3 separate regions of the Manis pentadactyla genome follow, and regions 2 and 3 are each linked to region 1. A link is a contact called in public Hi-C data. All regions are on one chromosome and are shown on one strand. Each heading gives the region's core, a stretch centred on a gene start, on an enhancer-like site or on the middle of the called end of the contact. The rest is flanking DNA. Distances are from core to core; before and after follow the strand shown. Region 1 holds the start of ANKRD40 (ankyrin repeat domain 40). Region 2 holds the start of RSAD1 (radical S-adenosyl methionine domain containing 1). Region 3 holds the start of SPATA20 (spermatogenesis associated 20).

Region 1 (5,044 bases), core at 1,162-3,661:
CACTCAACACCCTCTCACCACCTTTTGCTGGTGACTACCAAATCCAAATCACCTGCCCAGAACTCCTTCCTTAATCTCACACCCATATACACAGCTGTTTACTGGGCATCTCCACTTAGCTGAAAATTTGAAAAGTAAGCACAGGCTCTGGAGTCAAACTGAGTTCAAAGCCTTGCTCCATCATTAAGCTGCATAGTGTTGGGCAAGTTATGTCTCTGTGTCTCAGATAATAATAGTCCTAACTTACGGGGTTGCTGTGAGAATTAAATGAGATAATTCATGTAGAACACTTAGCGTAGTGCCTGCCAATGAGTCAATGTTAATAGTAGTAGTAATTAAAGAGTCTCAGAAAGCTTAACACAACAGATTCAAAAGTGAATTTATCACCATACCTGAAACCTTCTCTTCGTTCTTTGGCCTAAATCTCAGTAAATGGCACCATTATCTACCCAACCAGAAATCGTTGTCTCCTGGCCATTACTGCCCTCCCATTCTATCAGGGGCTCTTCCTTGCCTTGACCTTGTTATAACATACTTACAACCCATGGAGCATTTCCAATGACCAGATTTAACACCTAGTCATTCATTCAATCCATAGAACAATCCTGCAAATCAAGTGCTATTGTTATCCCTTTTTTGCACATGACAGAGTTAGAAGCACAGAAAGTTTAAGTGACTCATCCAAGATCATGTGAGTGGCAAAGCTGTCTGGTTTTCATCTCCTTACTCACAAGCACTATGCCTGTGCCATACTGCTTCTATGGTAATACTTATCACTTTCTATAGTTGGCCTTAACTCCCATGCTAGACTGTGTTCTTTGAAATCAGGGACTGGTTGGTTTGCAGCAGCATCTTCAGTGACTGGGGGAGTGCCTGACAAACAGTGCATGCTGAATACACACAGTGGGTTAGATAATTCCCTAGAGACAAGAAAAGTATAGGTAAATGAAATAAAACACTAGCCATCAGATTGCCTCCAGTTATGGTCAAGGTTAAAGGTTTGGTTTGTGGACAAAGTTTTATTTTTTAGGTGAAGAGAATAAGCAGAAGATTGGAGTCAAAGATAAGTAGAAGATGGGTTTAAGAAGATACTAATATTCACTGATTCAGCAGTTACTATAGGGCACATGCTATAATCCTTTTAAAGAAAGGAAATTTGACAAACTTAAAAAGAGATCTCACAGACTAGCATGCAGTCACTACTAAATTTTTTTAACTGCTTGTTAAAGGGCCCAATTCCACTGCTATGCACATCAGTTTCAGATAGAATATCATGCTGGATATGAGAATTAAATTTAAATGGGGGACAAATAAAAATGTAAGGCCAAGCAGAGTTCCATTTTGCCATGAGGGTCAATTCAAGTGCACAGCCAGTTTATATTCAGCACCACCTGGTGTGCACTGAGTTCTGTGTGAATTACTGTATCATAATAAACAAACAGACATGGGGTGTCCTTAAACAGTAGCAAGGAAAATGCTTGCTGTGCAGACCCTGTGGCAGTCCCAAGAGAGGGAAATAAAAACTCCATGCCTAAATTTGTCCCTTCCCATTTCATCTCTTCTCTTTATTCAAGACTTCCTCCTTTCCACCTCAGGCTTATTTCCTTAATTCTCCTAACCCCATCTGCAAGGTTCCATTCTGTGTCATACTGGAAAATCTCTCTAGGCCCCCGGGGCTCAGCAAAACCGTAATACTGCCACCCCAGACTCTGAGCATTAGGTTGATTAGGCAAGGAGTTAGACAGAATGCTGTTTATATATACACCATAGCTCTCCCCAGAGCTGCTGGCATCAGGATCCGGATAATTCCACAGCTTCTTCTGTGTTTCTTTTTTCTTTACATGGCCTTTGTGAAGAGTAATTAATCATGATTTATAAGCAGTAATAAATTACAGTTTATAGACTCTAGGCACAATATATTTTTCCTGAAAGCCAAGTTAGAAGAAATCCCTATCTAAAATGAGATGTAAAACAACAGGAAATGAAATAAATATTCGAATTGAATGGTCCCAAGCACTGTCAAAAGAAGAAAGAACAGTGCAATCTATCTCTGCAATAATGAGCATATAATAGTAGGATCGTTTTCAGCCCATTTCCCCATCCTGCTGGGCAAGAGCTGGCTCAGATAAGGAAAAAGACACACTAGAGAGGAAAAAAACAACAATTATTTTTGATGCCTGGTAAACAGCCTGCGCCAGAGGATAAGCCTTTTCTGGCTCTTGAATATACTTTTTTTCTCTTTCCATGTGTCTGTCCTCATCTCTTGAAGCTGCGGGGTGGGGAGGTCTAAAAATAGTCCATGAATCACCGCAGATAATATCGTGCAGCAGTTACATAAACAGCCCGCCCGGGCGCCAGAGACCGAGGGTAGGAACGGAAAATATCTGGGTCAGGGTTGTCACTCTGAATTGAGTCCCCCGGAGCCGGCCTTCGGGAGGCGCGGCCCGGGAGGAGGCTTAGGCCTGCAGGCCGGGAGCAGCAGTGGAGGGGCGGGCGGCCCGCGCGGGGAAGTAGAAGTCCCGGGCCGGGCGCGGGAGGCGGCGCGAGCGGGCCGGGCGAGCTCTCTGCAATCTCCCCATGGCTGGGGGCGGGCAGCGGTGGTGGCGGCGCTGACTGGCCCGGGGTGGGACGGGCGGGGTGTTGGGGCCGAGGGGAAGATGAGCGCTCTCCTAGAGCAGAAGGAGCAGCAGGAGAGGCTGCGGGAGGCCGCGGCCTTGGGGGACATTCGGGAGGTGCAGAAACTGGTGGAGAGCGGGGTGGATGTGAACTCCCAAAATGAGGTCAACGGCTGGTAAGTGGGGAGCGGGGGAGGCCTAGGGTCAGAGCAGCCGACTCGAGGCCCGAGCGTGGAGCGGGCGACTGGCCTAGCGCTGTCCCCGGATGCCCGCTGAGGCGTGGCCTGGCTCCCAAAAAGGCCTCGGAGGTTGTGCGCTCTTGAGGCCAGCCCTGGCCCCTATGTATGCTTCGTGTGGTCAGGAGCGCGGCTTGCCCAAATTCCCGCCCACGTGGGCCTCCCCGGGCAGCGCCCACCCGAACCCTGGCGCGGCCCCCCTGCAGCCCCCTGGCTAACTTAGCCAGAACAGTGTTGGCGACGGTTGAATTCTCACGTTAATAAGGAGCTCAACCCCAGTTCGAGTATTGAATTACTTTGCCTCTGGAGAACACATCTGTGCGAAGCATAAAGTATAAGCAACTGCGTAAATATGAATCCTATAAACTAGCACGATTTATTTTCCCAAGACCAGAAAAAAAATCACTTGCATCACTATTCTGCTTGTCTGTCGTCTCACTGCAGCAGTGACTTGCGGCTGCCAACAACTGCCTGTTGAGGGAAGACTGATTCGTTTGTCCTATAGAATGTTTTGTTTTTACTTATTACAATTTCAAATACAGAATTTGATCCAAGGCTTTAGATGCCTACGTGCAATTGACTCCTTTCCAATTAAATAAGGAGTCGCATTTTAAGATGTGCTGGTGTTCAAATTTTTTAGTGTTAAGTTACTATATGTGATATTTCTCTGCTCTCATCACATTTACATTTAAATTTTTTATTTGATCCAGGTAATGCTTAACCAGCCTATTTTGTTAGCTTAGAGTTAAAGTGAGTTTGCAAGTGTTTTTTTTTTAAGTGGAAACACAATTTGGAACTGAAAGGGACGTGGGAGATAGATTCAACACTACAGAGTAACTTGCCCTAGGTCACATAACTATTCATATGACAGCTAGGACCACAACCATGGTTTCCTGTCTTACTCACAAATCTCTCTACCTCCTTACCCTAAAGAAAACAGCCTGGGTAGCTGCCCAGAAAGCCAGAAAACAGTAGATACTGCCTCTGTTTTATTTTGTTTTGTTTAAGATTGTTTGCAAACAAGCTTGCTGTTCTGTGTGTCCCTTCTCTGAGCGTTGCTCTGATTCACAAGCTGTGAATCACTGCTTTGGCACTGGGAGGCAGTGTTGTATAGAAGAATGAGCCGGGTCTTTGCTGCAGTTTCTGTTTCTGCTTAGCTATAGGACCTTGCCTAAGTCACTTAATGTAAGCATGTAAGGAGCATAATGTAAATAGTTATCAATTATTTAGCCTACTCTGTCACACAAAGGAGGTTCTAAGTTCTTAATATGTATTATCTCATTCACAGCTACTCAAGGACAGTAGCTATTGTTATTTTTCATTTTACAGGTGAGGAAACTGAGGCCCAGAAAGATTAAGTTATTTCCCCAAGGTCATAGAATTCATAGTAACTATGGAGCTGGTAAATGAACCCAGCATCTAATTTCAGACCTGTTTCCAACCACAATGCCTGTGGCATTGTAGTTGCTCAGCAAATGTAAGTTGAATTCAATATAACCTGAAGAGGCTTCTCATAGATTTAACTGGGGAAGATGTTTAATAGTCACCTCAAATTCAACATGTCCAAGGTTGAATTTCCGATGTCCCCTCACCCCTCTAACTCCCCCGTACCTGCTCCTCTGAGTCTTCCCTATCTCAGCATCTGAGGTGCTCAGACCAGAACCCCTGGTGCCCTCCTTGCCTCCTGTATTTCCCTGACACCCCATATTCAATCATTTGGCTGATTCTTCCAGCTCCACCTTCACCTATGGTCAGAACCTGACTACTTTTCACTAACTCTAGCACTACTACTCTGGTACAAGGCCACCATCACTCTGTCACCTGGATTATTGCAGTAGCCTCCTATCTAGTCTCCTTGCTTATTCCCTTATACCCTACAGTCTTTTCTCTGCACAGCAGCCAGAGGGACCCTGACTTGAAACATGAGTCGGATCATTCCACTGCTCAAAACTCTCTAATGGCTCCCATCTCACTTTGAGTAAAAGCCCACAGGGTCCAACAGCTTCTAGCTTCTACTCCCTCTCCCCACTATCCTCCCTCCTTACCTGCATGCCTCATATTGCTATTTGCCTCCTTGTTTCCTTCATTTTGCTTCCCTGGCCTCCTTGCCTTTCCTAGAACACCAGGCACAGTCCTGATTCAAGGGCTTTGTGTTTTCTTTCCCTCCATCTAGATGCTTTTGCTCCCACCCCT
Region 2 (5,044 bases), core at 1,304-3,803, 190 kb after region 1:
TCCCATTATACCCTAATAATTGTCTATTTCCTAAGAACAAAGACATTCTCTCATATAACCACAGTCCAATTACAGAGTTCAGTAAATGTAACACAGACACAGAACCATTATCTAATACATAGTCATATGCAAAGTCAGCCAGCTGTCCCAATAATGTCTACTGTAGTAATTTCCTCTCCTTCTTCATTGTCTCTTGTCTCCTTTCGTCTAGATCCTCAGCCTTTGTCTTTCATGACACTGACATATTTGAAAAGTATAGGCCAATTATTTTAAGAATCTCTCTTAATGAATAAGTTCTAGAGAGCTGCTGTATAACACCATGCTTATAGTTAACAAAATACTGTACACTAAAAAATTTGTTAAGAGGGTAGACTGATGCCATGTTATCTGTTCTTACCATAAAATAGATCTTTTAATTTAGATTTTCCTGATGGTTCCTCACAATTAGATTTAAGATATTCATTTGGGGTGAGAATATCTCATAAATGGTATGTCCCTTTCAGTATATCTCATCAGGAAAGCCCTGACCCAAACCCTATGGTAAGTGGGACATATATTTGAAGAGGGGTCAGTACTGGATATAGAAATGCCAGGCGTCAATCTGAGAGGAATGTGTTTCTCCCTACCTAAAAACTTGCAACGATTTCCCTGTCACCACTATTCAAAGACCCAAACTCGCTAGCAAGGTGCTGAAGGCTTCTGGACCCTACCTTGCAGATTTGTCTCCAGCTGCTCTAGTCATGAAGAATGACTAGCAGCTTCCCCAAAACATGCAAAACTCTTCTGTATCTTGCGTCTTTTCCTCCCATGCCCTCTCCCCAGGTGAGTTCTTCCTTCTTGTTCAAACAAAATGTCCTCCAGGAAGTTTCCATGATTTCATCAGACTGAGAAGCTGCAATGATCTGACCAACTGTCTGCCTTTCTTGGATCTCCAAACGGGTAACAAATCTTTTTTGAATATCCACTGTGTGCCAGGCACTATGGTGGGTGCTTGGAATACTGTGATGAACAAAAAGGCATGCGTGACCCCTGACTCAAGGAGCTTGCAGAGGAGCACAGCAGCAATTAAGATGTTACAAATGTGTCACCACACACTTTTCAGTGCCTACTGGGCCCTGGCACCCAAAAGAACTCAATAAATGTTTGTCTGATGAATGAATGTGACTAGAGAAGAGACAGCACTGAAGGTCTGGGTGCCCTGGGATAGGATGGGTGAAATGGGTTACCTGGATGCCAACGGATAACCTGTTGATCCCTGCTGCCCCAAAAGCTGCCAGCCTGGGGCCTGAGGCCGAAGTGGGGTTGGCCTCCAATGTGACTTCCGAGTCTGCAGGCAGATGGGCTGCCTGGGCCACTGCCTCCAGGACAGCAGCCACAGTGTGGGGACTGGCCAGACTGGGGGTGCCCCCACCAAAGAACACAGATTCCACCCTGGGGAAAAGGGACAGAGATGAGACCGGGGAGAATCTCCCGGATGCCTGCACCTGTCCCATACACTCTCCCAAATAATTCCCAAGACCCCATAAATAACACCAATTCACAGCCTCCAGAACCCACCGCCGCACCCCGCTGAGCCGCAGCAGAGTCTGGGCCTCAGTCACCAGACAGCTCCGCAGGGCAGCCTCCTCCACGCCGCGGGGGATGTACTTGTTGAAGTTGCAGTAACTGCAGCGTTTCTCGCAGTACGGCCACTGGGGACAGGGGGTGTATGAGCGGGCCGACGGGTGACCCCGGGCGGCCCTGCCACTGCCAGCTTCAGTCCCACACCCCCCATTCCGAGGTCCGTCAACAGTCGCTACACCATCTAAGCCACAAACTATTCGCACTGGAAACATTATGCCCAAGTTCAGAAGGGAAATTACTTGGTCAGGGTCACCGAGGCTTCAGGTCTCCCTGTCAAGACATTTCCCTGTCAGAGCACCGCGCCCACTCCCAGACCTTGTGTGGGGGTGGGTGGGGAGGACGGCAGGTGGGTTCCCAGCGTGACAGGCGGCCACGTGGTTCCGGAGCGGCGCGCCCAAGCCCCTCGAGCTCCGCCCCCTCCCCACTCACGTGGACGTAAAGCGCCGCGCGCTGGCCACTGGGCTCCTGAGTCGGCGGACTTGCCGCTCCCTCCGCGCGGTGGCGCCTCCGGGCCATTTTAGCGGCTGTAGCGCAGCCGCGCGCGCAGGCCCCGGCAACCCCCATAGCGGTCACAGCGGCGGGGAGCGGCCTGCGGCGCGCGGCAGGACCCGAGCCCCGCGTTTGCGCCAGGCCTTGCTGGAAGGCGGGGCTGCTTCGGCGGAAGGAGGAGGGGCTGCGTGCCCGCGCCGCGGTCGACCACGCGACGGGAAGGTCCGGCCTTCGGTGTGCGGCGCCACCTGCTGGGCACCGATGAGCTCACCGCAGTCGCCAGTCTGTCCTTCCCTTGTTGGCCAGAAGGTATCCTGTCCGGGGCCGAGATCCCTGACCCATCCAGGGACTCTTATAGTTTGTTCAATCAGTTCCTTCACAGTTTATGTGCCTGGCTCAGAGCTGGGCGCTGGAGATATTTGGATGCCTAAGACCAGGTCACAGTACAGGTCGCAAACCAACAAGAGATGACAGGCCATAGATACTAATTCAGCACCTGATGGATACCAACCCAGCGTTCTCCCTGCTGTGAGGCTGGTCTGTTATAGGGCTGAGTCTGGGGAAAGAGCGGGCACTTGGGCTGGTTGTTGAAGGAACAGAAAATCCCAGGGATATAGGGTTTGGCCAAGAGAGTAGGCTGTCATCTTCTGGATCACCCACTGGGAGGCTGGTCAGATACCGTGTATGTGGGAGAAGCCGTGTGCAGGTGAAGGGCTGGGAAAACAGGCAATCGACGAAGTCTGATGAAGTGGAAATATCATGGGCTTTGGAGTCAGACAGCTGGGTTCTAATTGCAGCTGTGTGGCCTCAGGCAAGATTCGGAAACTGAGTTTCAGTTCACCGTTTGTGAAATGGGAGGTAATGACGACTTGATAGAGTTTTTGGAAAGATTTCAAGATAAAAGGTATATGAAAGCACCTTTCATAGTGGGGTACACTCAGAATACCCTAAATTCATGTTCATTTTCTAAAAAGTAAGGAGGAGGCTACTGCCAATGGGGCAGACACTGGGAGGTAAGGATTGCAAGCAGGAGGAGAGTTTCTGTCCCTGTGAAGTGAAACCCTATGTGCCTTTTGGAATCTTTTTTCTCTTGGTCAGGCTACAGCCTGCTTGATCTGCCCATCAGGGAAGCCCCAGATTCATCTATTAAAAGTAAATAGATAAAAATTGGATTGGTTGGGGGGATAGAGGAATAAGGGGTTGCAGGATGATAGCTAATGGGTATGGAGCTTCTTTTTAAGTGATGAAAATGTTTAACGTTGACTTTGGTGATGGTTGCACATATCTACGAATATACTAAAAACCATTGAATAGTACATTTTAAATGGGTGAATTGGATGGTATGTGAATTAGATCTTGATAAAGCTATTGTTTTTTTAAGAATACTTCCTGCTGGACTAATTTGACAACAATGTGAAAAAGAAATGAGTATAACCTAAAAAGAATTTGGGTTGGTAATTCCAAGGGATCAAATGATGATTAAATTAAATAGATAACACATGCCAAAGTGCTTAGCACCTTTGCTGAGAAAGAATAGGTCTGAAAGTACTTGCTTCCCTTTGGTCTCTTTCCTTCTCCATCCATACAAGGTGCTGAGAGGGGAGACCAGCCAAAGAAAACAGAGATGCTCTTTATGCCAAGTCACACGGACAGACAAAGGGAATGTGGGGGAAGGGCTGGGAGGGCCTGGAATGTGGGGAAGGGGCCCCCCACATTCTTCACAGATTTAGATGTTTTTCCATCTGCTCTCGGAGTTTGACTTTCTGAATCTAGGGGAAAGAGAAAGGAGTCAGAGCCAGGCTTGGGGCCTCTGCTGGCTAGGGTGACCAACCCTCTTGGTTTGCCTGGAACTTAAGAATTTCTTAGGTTAAAGGCAGGAAAATTCAGGGCAAACCAACAGTTGATTAGTTGATCGCCCTACTGCCAGCCTCTAGACATACTCTTTTGCCCATTGAGACATAGTTGGGCCCACCTGGCCTTCTGCACCCAGGCCACCCTGCCCCTCCCTAGCATCCACTTTACACACCTTTCCTGAGACTGTGAGGGGGTAGTTTGTGACAAACACGATGTATCGGGGAATCTTGAAGTGGGAGATCTGCAACCCAGGGGGAGATAGAGCATGAGGCTGGGTGAGACATGGGGTTGGGGGCAGGGACAGTGGCAAGGAGAAGGGATTGAAGAACTGGGAGACATCAGCTTGTGGTGGGTTTGAGGTTCCCACCTTCCCTTTGCAGAAAGCCTTGATCTCCTCTGCCGTGGTCTCTTCTCCTTTCTTCAGCCGAATGCAGGCACAGATTTCCTCCCCCATCCGATCATCCTTCACTCCCACCACCTTCCAGAGTCAGAAACAGATATCAGACATCCTCCATTCCCCTCCATGTTTCCTGCTCCTGGGGATTCACCTGGGCACACTCGTCGGGGTGCCTCACCTGCACTTCCTGCACCTGCGGGTGTGTGTGAAAGAAGTCCTCGAGCTCTGCAGGGTAGATGTTCTCACCACCCCGGATGATCATATCCTTGGAGCGGCCCACAATCTTGCAGAAGCCCTGCTCATTCATCTTGGCAATGTCTCTGCAAGGAAAGCCCAGGAATGGCCTCTCACTTCTGCCTCATCTGGCTGGCTCACTCACTCACCAAACATTTCTTGGGCACTGACTATGTGTCTTACACTGCTGTAAACTGGGGGATACAGCATGAACAAGACATTCCCTGGAATTTATAGTCTAGTAGAAGATACAGACAAAAAGAAATAAACCAAAATATATAACATATTCTCTCTCTTTAAACATCTGTATATTTGCTTTTCACCACTGGCTTCTTGTTTTTCATTCAGGTCTCAGCTCAAACGTTTCCACCTTAAAGAGGCCTTCTCTGACCAGGTAGTCTAAAAGAAGCTCCCCTCCCCACCAGAGCCACTTTCTCTCCTATGACC
Region 3 (5,044 bases), core at 754-3,253, 140 kb after region 1:
GGGAGTGGCCCTAGTGCAAGGGCAACCCCCGCCCCACCCCTCCATGGGAAGACCACTCACCTGCACAAAGGTCATGTACACCTTGTCCACATCAGGTCGCTCCTCCCGGTCCACCTTCACACAGACAAAATCCTCATTGAGCAGTTGGCCAATCTCCTCGTTCTGGAAGGACTCCTCCTCCATCATATGGCACCAGTGGCAGGTGGAGTATCCCACTAGAATGGGGCCATGGGGGGCCCAGTGGGCAGAGTGACTGACCACAAGGGAGGCCAGTCAAGGGGCCCAAACTGGACTGAAGAGACCCTGACCTCTAGTTTCCTGGGGGTCCCGGATCCAGAGGACCCTTCCCCTATCCCCTATCACTCCTCCGCCCTCTATCCCAGGGAAGGCAGGTGTCTTACCTGAAAGGAAAATTGGCTTGTTTTCATTCCTGGCTTTGTCAAAGGCTTCCTGTCCCCAGGGGTACCTAGGTCAGCAGGGTAGGGCATCACTTATAAGCCTAAGGGGAGGGAGAAGGGGCTGAGACCCAGCAGCCTGGAGGAGAGTGTCAGTTGGGGAGAGGTACTCACCAGTCCACAGGATTGTAGGCATGTTGCAGGAGGTATGGTGACTTCTCATTGATCAGGCGATTGGGGACCTTCTGAGGGGTGGACTGAGTGCATTTGGGTCGGCTTCCCTTCCCTCCAGCAGGCATGGGCACTGAACTACTGACTGTCACACTTCGGTCCTTGTCCCGGGAGGAGCTACGCCTGCATGGGCAGATGGGTCAGGCAAGGGGTCCCCACCCACCTACCACAGGGGCCTGCCCCACCCCACCCCACTCCAAGCACCCCTCCCAGAATCCGGCTCCCAGCCCCACCTACCTTTCTGAACCACGGGGGAGACCCTTGTGCCCCCCCTTGTGTTTTTTGGGGGCTGAAGAAATGTGGCTCATTGGGGCTCCCTGCCAGGTTAGCTTCCCCCAACCCCTCAGACCAGGTGGTGGCAAGGATAATGACTGTGAGGTCAGCATGAGTCACAGCGGGTAGAATGGTCCCACAGGCTCCATTCTGTCCCCCTAACAGGGCCCCTCCCCCCGGGGAGGTGCTTGGGATGTCTCCTTGGCATGACTGGGTGTGCCATCTGGGCAGGAAGGCTGCACACTGCTGGTGGCTGGACAGGGCAAGCATAGTTGGGTTTGGGACTGGCCCCGGTGAGGGGCAACAAGAGGAAAATCAACAATGGGGACTTCCTCACTCAACATCCACTCACTGGGCACTCCTGAGAAACCTTGTCCTGTGCCAGGACCCCAGGACCTGAGGACCCCCAGAGAATCAGAAACTGGCTCTGATAGGGGGCCCAGCGTAGGCGGGTGGTGCTGCAGAGCAGACCTAAATAATGGCAAACCCTTGCAGAAATAAGAACTGTGACATGCCAGCCCAGGGTACTGTTGGACAAGGACCCTTGGCCCAGCATTGTGGTTCAAGGAAGGCTTCCTGGAGGAGGTGTCGGAACAGAGTCCCCGGGGAGCTAGCCCTGCGGCTCCCCGAGGGGAGGTGGGGGGAAGGAGGGCATGGCTGCTTGGGTCAGGTCGCAGGAGCAGACTGGGGGTGCGGGGAGAACAGGCATGAGGAGGTGATCGGGCACGCATTGGGGACCAGCGCCGGGATGACCGGTCCCGGGGCCCCCCAGACACAGGGCGCGCCACAGCGGCCCACTCACCCACCCGTACCTGAGGCTCGCGAGGAGGCCCGGCCCCGGGTGGGGCAGCAGGAGGCCGAGGCACCGCCGGGCCCGCGCGCCCAGCCCGGCTGCTCGCGGCTGTGGGCCGAGACACCGCGTACACGACTGAGAGCCCGAGGCTGCGAGAGGCGGGCCCGAGCACCCACCGAGCCGCACGCAGGCGGGTCTTAGCCGAAACTCCCGGCGGCGAGGCTGGTCTCCGAGCGCCTCCCGGTGGCTGGATGCGGGATTGGAGATCCGACAGCCCGGGGTTGACAGGACCCAGGTCTGTGCACAAAATTGGGATGGCTCAGCTGAATCTCAACCAGCTGCCTGCGGAAGAATAACCCCCATGAGGAGAACGTGAAGGGCTGTGAGGATGCCAGGACCTCGGTATGCCAGTCTCAGCTCATTTTGTCCAACCCTTGCCCATTTTACAAATGGGAAATGAGGTGCAAGCAGAAGGCATGTCTTTTCCAGGCCCACCCACCAGTGAGTTTTGCTTTTGCCCATCCTCTTTATCTCAAGGTTCTGCTCAAATCCCACGCACTCCAAGAAGCCTTCCCTGAATAAAAATGATGAGCCAACTTTATGTCCTATCATGTACTTTACACCCTTGTCCCATTTGCTACATTCTGCCAATACATATTGAATGCCCACTGGCTGCCAGACACTCTGCTAGGTACAATGATGGGCAGAGAGAAACCAGACTCCTCCCCTTGTGTTGCTCACAGTCTGATGAGGGAGGCAGAAGCTAATCTGACAGCCATACAAATTAATGTACAACCACCCACTGTAATTAGTGGCATGACTAGGTATGACAAGAAACCTGGTCTGGTGGGAGAGGCAGTGGTGGTGGGGGTGGGGTGGGGGAGTGGGGAGTGGGTGGAGGCTTCCCTGAGGAAATCACCTGTGTGTAGCAGCCATTGAGGAACAAGAGGATGGAATCCAGACAGGGTGTGAGAAGAATGCTGGGGAAGCAGGAGGAACAGATGTGCAAAGGCCCTGTGGTGTGGCAATGAGTCAGTGCTGGGGAACTGCAGAGGGCCCACGTGGCTGCAGGACAGAGAACTAAGGAAGAGAGGTAGTAGATGAGGTTGTGAGGCTGGGGAGGAGGGTAGGTCTTGGAGGGACTTGTGAACTATGGAAAGGAGTTTTGGTTACTGATGAGAGCAGAAGAAAGATGTTGGAGGGTTTTAGTAAAGGGAGTGACCCTACATTTTACAAAGATCCCTCTGGCTTCCAGTGGAGAATGGACTTGAAAGGAGTAAGAGTGGAAGCAGGCATGGTCAGGAGGCCATAGCAGGCTCTGGGGGAGATGGTGGGGCCCTATACCAGGTGTAGGTGAAAATCAAGAGTAGATGGCCTCAAGGTCTGTAGAGGAGGAAACGTCAAAATCAGCAGTGAGGGAGAGGTAGGTACTAAGAGTGATTTGCAAAGTGGGACTTGTGCTGAGTGGTGAGGCCATTTTCAAGGAGGGGGTTGGGGAAAGGCTCAGGTGGAGGTGTTCATGAGATCATTCTTGGAATGTAGGTTTGAGATTCCCTTGAGACACATATGTGGAGATGACAAGGCTCTGGAATGCAATGGGGAGGTCATGGAAGGAACCAGGGGGCATCATCCAGGGAGACTGCAATGAGGAGAGAAGGGGGGCTCAGGCCCCCAGCCTGAGAAACTCAGGAGTGCACCTGTGAAAGACAGAGATGGAAGAGCCAGAAGGTCAAGGGAAAACCAGGAGAGGGCGATGACCCAGAGGCAAAGGGACAGAGATTTGCAAGGAGGGAGGATCCACATGGTCAGACTCCAGAGAAGCCGCTAGGATGGGAAAGCAAAAGGTACACTGGCTTTAGCAACATGGAGACCATTGGTAGGCTTGGCAGGTGCATTCAGTGAGGTGAGGCTGACAGAGAAGCTGGTTGGAGTGGGTTGAGGAGGGACGAGAAAGAAAGGGGATGCAGAGAGATAGGATGGGTGCTTGATGTGAGGGGAAATATGGAAACACTTTCAAGATGGGTGAGGCTATGACAATTATCAAGGGGAAGGACTTGGTTGAGAGAAGGCAATTGACAATATCAAGGAGAAAAGAGATATCTGAGAAGGTTGGGCGATGGGGTGACAGAAGGGTTGGCAGGCTGGAGGGTCTGGTGGGTACTCCCTGGAAGGGCTGAGATTAAGATCAGAGAACGGGAAGCCTGCCTTGAATGTGGAGGGACTGGGAATAAGACCCAAAGTGTGACCATGGGCGAAGGTAGCTGAGAGGTCAAGGGGTGGCAAGATCATCCTCTTGGATAATGGAATCATACAGGATTGAGCAAGATTTGAGGAAGAAGGCTGTGATCCAGGCTGGAAGCATGGCAAGAATGAGGTGGAGCACAGCGCCAGGTAGAGAGGAGGCAAGACAGCCTGTGGCTCCAGCCTCCAAGGAGAGTCTTACAGGAGGAAGATGCTCCAGAAGTAGCTACGGGGAACAAGGTTACCAACCTCTTCTTCGTGGGAGTCAAAACAGCACCCTTTGGGAACTGGGAAAGATGGGTGGGAAGGGAGGGATAAGGGGGAAAAAGGGGTATTATGATTAACATACCTAATGTAGCTGGGGCGGGATGGGGGAATGCAGGGAAGGCAGTATAACACAGAGAAGACAAGTAGTGATTCTATAGCATCTTACTAAGCTGATGGACAGTGACTGTAATGGGGTATGTGGGGGGGACTTGATAATAGGGGGAGTCTAGTAACCATAATATTGCTCATGTAATTGTACATTAATAATAGCAAAATAAAAAAAATAAAAGCCAGTCCAAAAAAAAAAAACAGCACCATTTGGGAGTCCTTAGGGTACTGTCCACAAAGGATAGCCAGTTTAGAAGAGCAGGGACCAGGCAGGGGAGGGGTGAAGGGTGGGTCAGCAACCAAGAGGGGTGGAGACCTCTCTGGGGTGGACAGCAGAAGACAGATGGGAGCTGGCCTCTGTGCACTGCCTAGCACAATCGGAATGAGGGGTAAAGTAGGGTTATTCCTCATGATTAGTCTCTGAGGAGGGTGGGCCCTGGGCTGAATGAACATTGGCCTGGGAGGAGCCACACAACTTCATAAGGAAGGAAATCTAGTTTCTGTTTGACAAGTAAGGAAACAGAGGCACAGAGTCATAGAGAGGTTAAATAATTTACTCAAGGTCATGGAGCATAACCACTTATTACTAAGTGATTATTATTATTATTATGTACAAACCATAGAATTCTGAACTCTGTTTGTCTGACTCCTAAGTAGGTGTTCTTGTCCATCCTGCCTGTAAGAGCCATGGTAGGATTCCCTCCTTCCAAAAAAACAAAGCAGCAACTTTCCCCAA

Evidence for each region. Hi-C and Micro-C count contacts between places; a contact is called where the count stands out from the background.
Region 2: a contact with region 1 is called in a Hi-C map of fibroblasts, with 5 times the contacts expected there. The contact joins the promoter of RSAD1 here to the promoter of ANKRD40 in region 1. A contact is called at or near these places in 2 of 3 Hi-C or Micro-C datasets (fibroblasts and skin fibroblasts).
Region 3: a Hi-C map of skin fibroblasts shows a contact between it and region 1, with 9 times the contacts expected there. The contact joins the promoter of SPATA20 here to the promoter of ANKRD40 in region 1. A contact is called at or near these places in 3 of 3 Hi-C or Micro-C datasets (blood, fibroblasts and skin fibroblasts).

The regions. Positions count from the first base shown.
Region 1 is chr4:165,033,674-165,038,717 of mManPen7.hap1, forward strand. ANKRD40 (ankyrin repeat domain 40) reads left to right here and starts at 2,412. Exons shown (of 5, transcript XM_036879548.2): 1 at 2,412-2,791. The coding sequence starts at 2,658.
Region 2 is chr4:165,228,293-165,233,336 of mManPen7.hap1, forward strand. It overlaps RSAD1 (radical S-adenosyl methionine domain containing 1), which reads right to left and starts at 2,554. Exons shown (of 10, transcript XM_036879607.2): 1 at 2,053-2,554; 2 at 1,558-1,691; 3 at 1,227-1,431. The coding sequence starts at 2,187. ACSF2 (acyl-CoA synthetase family member 2) reads right to left here. Exons shown (of 15, transcript XM_057501353.1): 12 at 4,542-4,683; 13 at 4,334-4,444; 14 at 4,139-4,207; 15 at 3,723-3,881. The coding sequence ends at 3,831.
Region 3 is chr4:165,174,667-165,179,710 of mManPen7.hap1, forward strand. SPATA20 (spermatogenesis associated 20) reads right to left here and starts at 2,004. Exons shown (of 16, transcript XM_036879847.2): 1 at 1,706-2,004; 2 at 570-749; 3 at 402-466; 4 at 61-215. The coding sequence starts at 694.